Regions from separate parts of the Xenopus tropicalis genome. Here region 1 is linked to region 2. Evidence: chromatin contacts called from public Hi-C data. All regions are on one chromosome and are shown on one strand. The core of a region is the stretch at or near the end of the contact, and the rest is flanking DNA. Distances in the headings are between cores, read along the strand shown.

Region 1 (5,984 bases), core at 2,008-4,507, 160 kb before region 2:
TCTAAATGAAACAAACTTAAAAATAAGAGGATGTTCTTGACTATTTACAGCTTCTTAAAGGAGACCTAAAGCTTAACTAAACAAATAGGGTAGAAATGCTGCATATTATGTTTGGGCTTCTGTACCACAGCCCTTTAGTAGGTACATGCTCTGTGCTGCTGTCAGTTACTGAGCTTAGGAACCAACGCACTGTATACTGAATATGTAGAATATAAATGTCATATGGCTGATTAGTAATTAATACAGAGAATTACTACATGGCAGCTAGGAAACCAGTGCAAATAGCATCAGGATGTAATAATCAGCTCTGTAGCATCCGCTTATGACAGTCCAGCCTTTTCCTCAACCTTGATTCTGGTCACCTGGCCAACCTCTTATTGGTAGCTAAGGGTTACTCATCACAAAACAAAAATTTGTTCCTTTTGGTGCCTTCTCTAGAAAATGGTGCAAAGGCAAAATGCTGACATCTTAGGACAGGGATCCACCTTTCTTACTCGTAAGCCACAGTCAATTGTAAAAAAACTTGGAGAGCAACACAAGCATAATAAAAGTTCATGGAGGTGCCAAATAAGGCCTAATATTGGCTATTAGGCAGCCTCTATGCACACTATCTGCTTACAGGAGGCTTTATTTGGTAGTAAATCTTGTTTTTTATTCAACAAAAACTTGTCACCAAGTCAGGAATTCAAAAATAACTACCTGGTTTGGGGACACGGAGCAACATCCAAGGGGTTGGTGAGCAACATGTTGCCACTGAGTTGCTGGTTGGGGATCACTGGCTTAGGATATTACTTGTGTTTGCCAAATGTAAAGCCTTAATTTGATTCAAACCAGGGAATGATGTGTGGAATATGCATTCTTCCTGTATTGATTTCCCCTGGGTTCTCCCCCCCCCCCCCTCCCCACTCATACAGTTCTCTCCTGTGAAAGAGATAAGTATCTTAGATACAAAAGATGATTTGATTTTTAGTATACCGCGTATACTCGAGTATAAGCCAATCCGAATATAAGCCGAGGTACCTAATTTTACCTGAGAAAACTGGAAAAACTTATTGACTCGAGTATAAGCCTAGGGTGGGAAATGCAGCCGCTACTGCCAAGTTTCAATGATCAATTAATTAATAAAGGACACTCAGCGTGACCCCCTGTGAACTCTTCATAAATATATAATGTTGGCAGCTGCAGATCAGGGAAAGTGGATGGAGGACCCTTTGACCCTCCTGCCTTGAAGTTTATGCCACATTAACAGCCTTCTCGTAATCATGCCATTAATTAAAGGCAATTCTGATTAACCTCCTTTTATTTCAAAATACTCACTATCAAGAAGACTACTTTAGGATTGTTACTAGAAAAAAAAGCAGAGTCTACTGAAAGGCTGTTTTTTGGGGCGTAAGGCAAGGTTCCCCCCCCCAACCTCAGAGCCCCATGGCAAAAAAAAAATAAAATTTAAAACTACATTTGAAATAATTGGTGATGTCGCCAAGCGAGCGGATCTTCACCCAATATCCCCACCTACGGGTGGGTGATATCGGGTAACTGCGGCAATGGGGCAGTCGGTTCGGGGACCGCATCAACAAGCCGATGCGGTCCCCGATCCAACTGATTTTTCTAACCTGGCCAATTTCAGGCCAGATATCGGTTGGCCAGGCCCCTTGTTTCTGCCCCTACACGGGCCAATTAGCTGCCGAATTGGTCCAAGGGACTGATATCAGCAGCTACAATCGGCCCGTGTATGGGGGACCTTAGGCTGATGCCACACGTGGCGTTTTTACGCTGCATATTTTCTCAGCCTAAAAACGCCACACAAGCCACACAGCCCCTGACTATGGTGTTTTTCAGCCTAGTACTGGTGACTTAGCAAATCCCGTTTCCATGGTGCTAATAGTGCGAAATAGTGAAAAACGCAGCGTATTTCCGCTAGGTCTGGCAGCTGCCTTTGTGTATACATAGGAATAGCTTGCTGTGCAAATACTGGCGTATTTTGGCAAACGCTTGAAAAATCCATGCTAAGGCGTTTTCTAGCGTATTTACGCTTTGTGTGGTTTGCCTCGAGTCTTTTCAACTTATTTCTATGGATGATGATATTGTGCGTTTTTCAGCTGCCGAGAGAATTAGAAAATACGCAGCGTAAAAACGCCACGTGTGGCATCAGCCTTAAGATTCTAAATAAATCAGATGGCAAAGCAGTTTAAATGGTTAAAACACAGCTAACTGGAGCTCTGTATTCCTGGGTGGGTTTTCACTCTCCGGTCATGTAAATTGTAATGGGTTTATATAGCAAATTTATTTCATTGTGTCTAAACACATATGGATTATGATTTTTGACTCTATGCACCATTTAAAAGATTTCCCTTACCCCAATTACTGGCAACATCTTATTGTGGTGCCGCTCCGAACCCCCCAATTTTTCCATTGACTTTGACAGGGAAGATTTTCAAACTGCTGCCAACCTTACAGCTTTGAAGCTACACCCCCCAAACTTGAATAACATAGTCATGGGGTCAGCCTGAATGAAAATATGGTGATTGTTGGATGCCCAAAAGTGGGCAGGGCTGTGAACAGCCAATCAGATTTCATTCAGTGCCTTCGCTTTTTTCAAACCAAGATTAAGTTTGTTCTAAAACTTCCCTTTCTAGTTTCTTCATACCGTTTGACAATTATGGTAAATTAAAATAAGATCAATTGTACTGCTTGTGACTTTGTAAGAAAACAAAAGTTGCATGTAAAATAAGATTACCCTGGGCCTTTACTATGATTTCGGAGAGTAAAATTAAGTTAGAACTGTGGATATTGTGCTTGAAAACAGCCCAATGTACATCTGGCTAAGTATGTAATTGTTTTAAAATGCAAATTTGCTTTTAAATCATCTGCGTCTCTATGGAAAGGAAAGGGATGCCTCCTTTTCTAGTACATCAGGTAACCTATCATATTTACAGGGTAAGCAAGTAAGATACCTGTAGAATGGCAGTCAGGCCCAGACTGGCAATCGTTGGATTCTGCCAGAGAGGCTGCTGTAAGATGCCATAGACAGTCACTATTTAGTGGGCTGGTGGGGAGCTGTTTGGGCCTCTGTGTACTTGATTTAAAGAGTAGATTCCATATTTGTAGTAGGAGTGAGGGGAGCCGTGCTATGTGGTTACTATAGAAGAGAATTCTTTACCCTAAGAAGACATTAGCACCCCACCAGTTCGGTTTTACATACATTAAAACAAGTAAACCAGGACTGTACCCTGCACCCAGCGGGAGAAAGACCGCAGGCTGGCTCCGGTGTCAGGCTTATTCCCCGGTCTGGCTGCGCTATTTCCCCCTGCGCATGCCCGGTAGCCGGTTTCCGGTGCCCAGTGCAAACAGTAAACACGGAGAGCAGCTGTCAGGAAGTGGCCTTCCAGCAGCCCAGCGGCCGGCCTGCCCTGCCCACAGCCGAGCGCCTCATCGCATCCCAGAGCTGCATGGTGGTACCCCAGGATCCAGGCGATGCTCCGGCTGCCGCGGGCCTTTTGTTGCTGGAGGAGGAGGAAGAGGAGGACGCGGAGCTTTTGCTGATGACCAGCTCGGTCATGATACCTCTGACTTCCGCACAAGTCACCGCGGAGCAAAACGTGCTGCACACTTTCTTCTCCCACCTCGGGAACTTCTCCTATGACAAAGCCAAGGACCATGTGGAGAAGGAGAAGGAAGGCAACAAGAGCGCCGGCGCCTCCTGGTCCCTAATGCTGGCTGCCCTGGCACATTTGGCTGCTGCGGAGAAAGCCTACCATAGCATGAGCTTCCTGGGGCAGAAGCCGGGTAATCTCCTTCTCTCTTTAGGCTACATACTTGTGCTTTGTCTTATTATTTGTATTCATTTCATAGAAAGTGCCAGCAGCTCGTACAGTAGGAAGGTGTATAGATCAAGCATAGGAATACAGGAGGCTCCATAGGCTCAGTGGATCGTTTCTGTTTCCATGTCAGATACAATAGATATTTAGGGGAATAAAGCAAGAGCTTTCATTCCACAGCTCTATAAAAATCAACTGATCCCACCAACTTGTTGCATGTTTTCTGTTCCCTTTAAATGCCTGCCATTTGCAGCAAGGCCTGGGGATTTGCAGCAGCCTGTTTCTATATTTTGTGCTGTCACTGCTCTGCCAATGCTCCCCGGAGCCACCCAGGTGCCCCTCAGCGCACAGCTGCTGCCCAAATAAATACGCAGTCAAACCAGAGGGATGCAAGCCAAGGCATTTTTCAAAATTCTGTACACAGTTTCAATATAAGTTTTATTTGTGCTTATGTTGAACTATACTGTGGGCATATGCTGCAGGGCAATGCAGATAGCATAAAATGCATGCTTTGTTAATCAGCATAAAAGGGTTTTTATAGTGCCAGTAACACTATCAAGTATATTATTTTATTTACATTTAAATGTTATATCTGTTTGCTAAGCACCTGCAAACAAAATATGTCTCAGCAGAACAAGTCCTTTTTTAGGGCAGTGACAGATGGAGGCTTTGTTGTCTCTGGGAAATCTCCTCTCCAGTGGGCGACAAAGTGCACAAAAGTACCTGTCCTTCTGCATTCATTTGAAATACCACATGTTAAGTGTTTTACTTGCCGTGATTCAAATGATTGTGGAGGGGCAAGTATTTTCAGGCGCTTTGTTGCTCGCAAGAGAAGCGATTTCCCACAGATGACAAAGCACCCTGTCATTGCCCTTTATGAGAGATTTTTGTCCCATAGGTGTGTAAAGAGTCAAGAATGATATCTGATAAGCACTAAAACCATTGTATTCTATATTGTGTATCTTCTGTCTACTACGCAAATATGGGAGCCCTGTTGGGATGGAATGGTCCCCGTGGCTACATACTATCTTGTCTATATAAACCAGAGCTTAAAGCAAACACAACTTTTTAACCAGTGCAATTTAAGAGGACTTTGCCTTCAAATCCATACCAAAACTTTAATTTGTGATGTTACTGGCTATTTTGGGTTTGTTCAATTAAGTATAAGATTTACAGCACAGAAATAAGTGGTAGTATTGTTCTAATGCTACATTATGCTTGATAGCAATCCATATTAGCTATACAATGCAGCAACTTGTACAGCCTGAATTGTCAGTTATTGTCAGTGGTGTTAAAGATACATTATAGTAATATGGCAAATGAATAATTAAAAACAGAATATTTTGCATCTGGGACAAGGGTGTATATTAGTGTAGCACCAGTAGGTGGCAGCATTGGATCAAAGCATAAATATATATCTTGGTTGTAAAGAAGCAGAAAACTGGGATCAGCGTTTATGCTTTTCCTGTTCAAATGAAACTTTCTTAGCATCCTCTATTGTACTACAGTTTAAACTAACTTTTAGATTTGCTCTGACCCAACTGCCACGGCATGCTGAAATCCTTTTAGGTTTGTATTGCATAAATACTGGTGTTCTGACTAGGGATGCAACAAATCCATTATTTTTGGGTTCGGCTGAACCCCGAATCCTTCGGCCGAATACCGAACCAAATTCTAATTTGCAAATGTAAATCAGGCTACAGAAGGGTGAAATAGAAGCACACAATTAAAATTTGTTTTACTTCCATGTTCACATAACCCGAAGTCACGTGATTTTAAGGATTGATTCGGTCGAATCCTGCTGAAAAAGACTGAATCTTTGGCGAATTTCCGAATCCTGGATTTGGTGCATCCCTAGTTCTGACATTAAAAAACAATGATAAAAATAAAAAGTTAATGATATATATAAACATATCATATCTTTCATCAGGCTATCAAGTAGCAGTTAGATTATGGAAGTACCTCTATAACCTTAGTTTTCATAACTAGCTAATTATTTGCTGCAGGTATCTTGGCTTCTACACCCTACATCAGTGATCCCCAACCTTTTTTACTCGTGAGCCGCACTGAAATGTAAAAAGAGTTGGAGAGCCAATACAAGCATGAAAAATGTTCCTGGAGGTGCCAAATAAGGGCTGTGAATGGCTATTTGGTAGCCCCAATGTG
Region 2 (6,457 bases), core at 934-3,433:
AACAACGGAGATTTACCGCAGCGTGACTAATCTCCCTGTGTGCACGACCCTAATTACAGAAAGGCCATTTTCTATAGACTCCATTAATATCAATTTTTTTTAAAAAAAAAATATGATTTCCTCTTTCTCTGTAATAATAGAACTAACTACTTATTTGCTGCAAAACCATTGGATTTATTTAATGTTAATATGATTTTTAGTAGAATTATAGCATACAGTTATGGAAACATCCCTTATCCAAAAAAAAACTAGCATACTGGATAACAGGTCGCAAACCTGTACCATGAAATTGTGCTCTCTTTACAAGAAAAATATCAGAAGTTTATTCATCGAAACAAATATATAGTTCTATTCTAGCTGCAATACACTTAAACTGGCATTTGCCATGCCTAAACTGCTAATTTGTGGATTCTGGAAAATGCCAGAGGGGTTGCTGTATGGTGCTATAGACAGTTACTGCTTATTGGGCTGGGGCACTGTTTGGGCCTCTGCATACTTATGCCAGGATCCCTGGTGCAAAGCTTTATCGACCTAGTACAAATGATTGCATAACTGATCATCTATCTGCCTCAGACAAAGTAGTAGAGATATTTTTAGGTAGGAAAATGTACAATGTTTATATAAACATAGGTAGGAAAATGTCCATGTTTATATAATAACCAATTCTTACCCCTTTATTCGTGGTCCAAGAAAGGGTGACTGCCCTGAACCTGACTTGTAGAACACATATATTGTAGCAATGGGAAAGGTGGCTGTGATATAACATGTATGGTAGGCAGGGACTTATTAACTCTATAGGGCCTGTGGGTAAAGGCCTAGGATGGGAATTTCAGAAAGGAGACACCACAAAAGGGGGAAAAAATGTCTGTTTACTCAAATGCTTGCTGCAGCCTACTACCTGGAAATTTGCATCTCTGCCAAGGGCTTGGTGCATATGTAATATGGCATTTGTACTAGGGGTAGGCAGATGAGGCATTTGCCTAGGGCACAACGATGGGGGGGCGCTGGGCAAGTACCTCTTCTGCTTGTGCTCCACTAGTTTGGGCACTGGAAGATCTAATATGCAAGATGATAAGATATGTCCAACAACTCACCACTAAGGAAGAGAGGCTCAGCTCCCTATGATTACGTGTGAACACGAAATGCGTAAGGCAATTATGGCAGAATTCTGCCTGAAGATTTGCTCAGTGAGTACCTGCTCTGCAAAAAAAACTGCAAGATCTAATGCAGGATCTTTTGGTGAAGCCCTGCACTCTCTTACCCTTTTTCCTGCTCACCTGTGTGCATGTGCCCGCTTGCGCACAAGAGGGGGGGTGTGCACTGGTTGCCTAGGGTGCCCGCTTGACTTGACCTGGCCCTGAATACACATCCTGTCTTTTGTTTTAGTTATTTTTGATGTCATTATTTTGCTTTCACAGTTATCTTACCATTCATTAGTTAATTAGTTTAATTAGATATAATGAATTCATTCTGTCTTTGTTGAGACTATTTTTGGCTTACAGATAAGAAGTAATTTATGCAAGGGTTTATTCTATGCACTTGTAATCTAATTATCTACCTTGCAAGGGCCAAATATAGGGTAGCTTTAGTTTCCCTGTTTAGCTCAAGAAATAACAATCTCCATAGAATTTTTCTGATTAAAATTGATGTAAAAGACTTGAATCACCAGCTGAAATGTTCCCGTGTATGGCCACCTATAGGCACCTTGGTTTTAACTACAGAAGAGCATAACGGTTTGAACTGGTACATAAGTTGTGATGCCTGGGAGCTCACCTCATATCTTTGCTGCATCCAAAATCTCAGTCACAGGCAACACTATATAGGATTTTATAGGCACAAAATATTTTTTTTACATATATTGATAAAATTCAAACAAAAAATCTTTAACACATAAAAATTCATTTACTCCTTGCATACCTCCCCCCCCCCCGCCATCCCATATATGACCTCTAAAACAGATGAGCTAGTATGCCTCCAAGTTTAATTGTAACTGGGACAGATTTAAAAAAGGAGGGATTCTGGGAAGGAGGCCATGCCTTGCCCCAGAACAGTCCATTTTCATTCAAATAAGGTGGGACTTTTTACAAGTGTGCTATTAGGGCGGATCTACAGTTCTAGCTGAGCCTTACCTTCCCATAGTACTTAAGACTGATTCCTAAACCAGTTTGCTACATAGCACACAATCTTGTAATCAAGAGAGGTATTCATTCCAGAGAGAATGCCAAGATACACAGTGCACGTGCGAGGAGAATGGTTAACCATTCCATGTAAAGATGCGTGTGAAACCATTAAATGGCTTGGTAAAGAAGCTTTGAGACGTTACATTAAGAACAAGCCTGATAATGAATTTCTTAGCTGTGTTGAGGATGTTAAGTTCTGTGTCCGGAGGTGTAAAGGTCTGGGCTTGCTTGATCTTGATGATGCAATAGAAGATGTTTTGGAGAATGATGAATTTCTTGAAGTTGGTAAGTAAATCAGATGTAAAACTTATCCTATTTAAAAATGCTTGATCTAGAGAAAAAATGCTTTTTCTTAATTTTGCCTGTGCACTGTATTACTTTTGTTACCCCAAATGTTATAATACTACCCAAAGCATCCCCAGTATTTGTATTCATTACAGAAAATTATTCTAACCAATTGTAGATTATGAAAACATAAACTTGAAAACATGAAATCAATAACATTCTTTATTGAGAAATACCTATGGAATTCCTATGGAATTTTTAGAAGTATATTTATCAACGTAAAAGTTAAAGTTCACTATTTAATAAATACACTTCTAAAATTCCCATAGGAATGAATAGAAAGTAGTTGAGTTTTTCCATGGTAAACTCTAATCTCATGTTTTGATAAATCTGCCCACGTCTGCCTGAGCAGAATAACATAGTGCACGAATGCTAGTAGTATTTGATTAGTTTTACTAGACCTGTTCTATACAAATAAAGCAAAATGAAAAACTACTGGTTAATGTGGTTTATTTTCCTTAAAAGGGCAAAAAAAAGCATTTTACCCCAATCCCACTTTAACAACGCTACACTGCCCCCAAGAAAGCAAAGTACACAACTTTGGAACTTGAGTAATCAAAAAATAAAGTATGAAAGCAAAGGGATGCGGTGCGTCTGGCTGGTCTGAATGTTGTAGATTTACCCACCAAAAAAGAGAGATAAAAGTTTCTGATATGATATTTTTATGTCCTGTGTTTGGGTTTGATGATGACTGAAACATAAAGTGTTATAAAGTGTTATAAGTCAGTTTTGTTTGTTTTTTACAGTTGTAGAAGATGATGTTACATCACCAGATTTCATTCCATCACAACCAGAAGGCTCCCATCTGTATCCTTTCAAACAAAGTACTTAGATAAGCAAAATATTCTAGTTTTATAATTGGTTATTGTATAAAGCTTTTGTTGTTATTTTAGTTTTCTTTAACATCTGTATAGATACAGTAAATACCAAGAGCCAAGTGAGGTAGGTGGCTTTTCTTTCTCATTATCCTTTAACATGTTAAATAGGGTGGTTATTCAGTTTACATAAGAGTGTTTTCATGTAAATATGTTGTGAGTCTAAATGTGTACAAACTGCTGACTCCCTCTGGTCTGTCAAGTTTCACAAATTAAGTTCTATAGAAACTTCTTTATAACACATTCTCATTGAAATTGCTTCCTGGGGGTTGACAGTAGGCACAGGTTGGTCCTGTTTTAAAGATAGTATGCAACAAGCTAGGTTAGTGCATTAGTAAACAATAAATAATGAAAACAGGAATCCAAGCCCTAGTTTCCATTATTACTCCATTCGCCTATATATTTATTTATTTACTGTTTATGTCTCTTGATCTCAGTATTCTCAGCCTGATCAAATTGTGTCCACTGTTCCACCCGTCGTCTTTGAGTAAAATTTCATTAGTTTTCTGCCTATTGTCATGTCTCTTACCTTGTCTCCATTTAGTCAGTATTGTGTTTCTACCACCTGTGGTTTGCTACCAGCCCTGTCTTGTGAATAGACCAATTATCTCTATTATGTTTCTACTTTAGCAGGATGTTTTATAATGCCCTTAAAGAGTCTCTTAGTTTGCAAACACTATAAAATTGTCTGAATTGCTTCTTACAAAAATACTATTTAGTTTAATCCACTCAAGTTCAATAATGATATTACAGTTGACAAAAAATACAAGATGAATATACAAGCTTACAGTTAGTACTGTAACATAGAGTACTTGTAGCCTAGAGTAGTCAGAGGGTCTGTTAGGTCTTTATCATGGCTATTCAACTTGGAAAGGGAGGCCAGTCTCCCACCAAGGTTAGGTGCCATTAAGTATTTTTTAAGTTTTAAAAGGGCAATTATTTTGTCAACCAAGAGGACCAGGAGTATATTGTTGGTGAAGTATTATCTATCTAGTGTATGGCAAAATTATTTTTTTATAGTTATTACTACATAGGAAAAAAAAGTACAATTATATGCTTAAAATGGACTCTATGGGAGTACTTTCTGGATAATGGGTTTCCAGATAATGGATGGTGAATTTTGGGCACAACCATATACAGTGGAAGAAATAAGCTTTTATATAAATACAGCTGGGACTCTTAAAAAAAAAGATAGTTTTTTTCTCAAAATGCATATGGTATAGAGCGTAAAGCTGGTTAAAACAAGTGTTCTTAGTCTGGGAGATGTTGCATTTTATTTTGTTTTATTTAAGTTTAATCATTATCAACTGAATGGTTATTTTTCTTTTTTCAGTATATATATGTAGATGGAGAGAGTTTGACACCCCAAGATGTGTTCAATTTGGGAAAAGGGCTCTACAAAATAAAGGTGAACACTTTTGCTATATAAGTATGATCCCTATTTATACTCAAAGGTCATAAACTCAAATCTATGCATTATTGTTTCTAAACAGCTTAGCCCAGAAGCTGAATTTAAAGTGAAGCAATCCAGGCTTTTAATTGAAAGTATCATCCAAGAGCATAAAGGTATTTGATACGTTTACTTTAGAAGGTTTTTCTTTTGGCCCACTGAATGCTTGCAGTGCTGGTCTAACCTTGCCTGTTTCCTTCCTTTAATCAGTGGTATATGGAATCAATACAGGATTTGGAAAGTTTGCTCGCACAGTCATTCCAGAGTGTAAACTCAAGTAAGTTTTTGTTGCACACACATTTTTCTCTCAATACAAAAAAGATTTGTAGGGAAGTAATAAAAATGCCCATTTTTAGTATGTGTTTTCTTCCTACCATTACAATGTTCCTCTAGTTTTATTCTGCTTTCTAAATTCAGTGACTGGCTTTACTTGGTCAACAAAATGTCATGAATTGCTCTATCTGCAATTACACTTGGGTTAGTTCACTTAAACAAATCATTGGGTACCTGGATTACCCTTTACAAGCTGTACCAATGTGTACTGCTTGTAAAAAAAAGGTTAACATTTTTTTTTAAATGTCACTATTTATTTTACATATAAATCCTTTCTCTCCCCAAATGTGATTTTCCCTGGGGAGAAAGGATCTGGGTAAGCCATATTGCTCAGCACAGCTGCTTATCAGTTTTCTGTGCTTCCCTCTCCACTAAACAGAATGGAGTTCAACTGCTCAAAAAAGTAGAACTCATTTTAAAAAATTGACACTGGTATCAGCTTTAATAAATGTGTTTATTGATTTAAATCTTAACTGAATGTCAGAAAAAGGAAATGTAAAATTTTGATTGAACTGTTATGAATTCTTCTGATCTATAAATCTGCCCCTCATTGTTTTCAAATACCACACAACAAATAATGCATTTTTTCCAATGGTTTTGTTTCTTTTTTTTAAGAGTACAAATGCTCTTAAAATAAGAAATTGTCTTATTTAATAATGTCAGTACTGCTTCTCATTTTTAACTTTTTTCTGTTTAGGGAACTTCAAGAAAATCTTGTACGATCTCATTCAGCAGGTAAAACTATCATTCATAAAAGGGTCATTTACTACCCCAAGTGAAGCTGAGGGCTTGCAAAGTTCACTCCTTGTACTTTCTTATAGTTGCGCTCAGCACTCCTGCCTTTGTCCTGCCTCCTGTTTTAAATCAATGATGCTGCATCTATTTAGTGCTGAACTGGCCCACCAGGATACCAGGAAAACTCCCAGTAGGCCCAGTTGTCAGTGGGCCGTCATGCTTACCCAACCATTTGCCTTGTATACCTGCTGTATATTATGGCCATAACTCAATTCTATATGACAAGAAATGGAGGAAAGGATAGATAATATTATGTAAAAAGAAGTAATTAAGAGACTAAAGAAAGTGAGTGAACATAGAAGGGGAAAGTGGGCCTAAGGTCTAAGGTTTTCTGGTGGGCCCTTGGCACCCCAGTCCGACACTGTATCTATTGATGCAGGGTAACCTTGGAACTACCACCACCTCCAAACCAGGGGGTTACGCTAGGGTTCTTACAGTCTTACATCAATTGGCTTAGCCCTGGTGCACCAAAAGAAACA

Evidence for each region. Hi-C and Micro-C count contacts between places; a contact is called where the count stands out from the background.
Region 1: a contact with region 2 is called in a Hi-C map of neurula embryo, with 2.7 times the contacts expected there. The contact joins the promoter of c12orf66 here to the promoter of hal.1 in region 2. A contact is called at or near these places in 5 of 5 Hi-C or Micro-C datasets (brain, gastrula embryo, liver and 2 more).

What each region holds. Positions count from the first base shown.
Region 1 is chr3:57,282,254-57,288,237 of UCB_Xtro_10.0, reverse strand. It overlaps c12orf66 (KICSTOR complex protein C12orf66 homolog), which reads left to right and starts at 3,257. Exons shown (of 3, transcript XM_002941253.5): 1 at 3,257-3,786. The coding sequence starts at 3,450.
Region 2 is chr3:57,119,659-57,126,115 of UCB_Xtro_10.0, reverse strand. hal.1 (histidine ammonia-lyase, gene 1) reads left to right here and starts at 2,183. Exons shown (of 20, transcript NM_001127093.1): 1 at 2,183-2,465; 2 at 3,272-3,332; 3 at 3,440-3,467; 4 at 4,734-4,808; 5 at 4,894-4,966; 6 at 5,061-5,127; 7 at 5,881-5,918. The coding sequence starts at 2,219.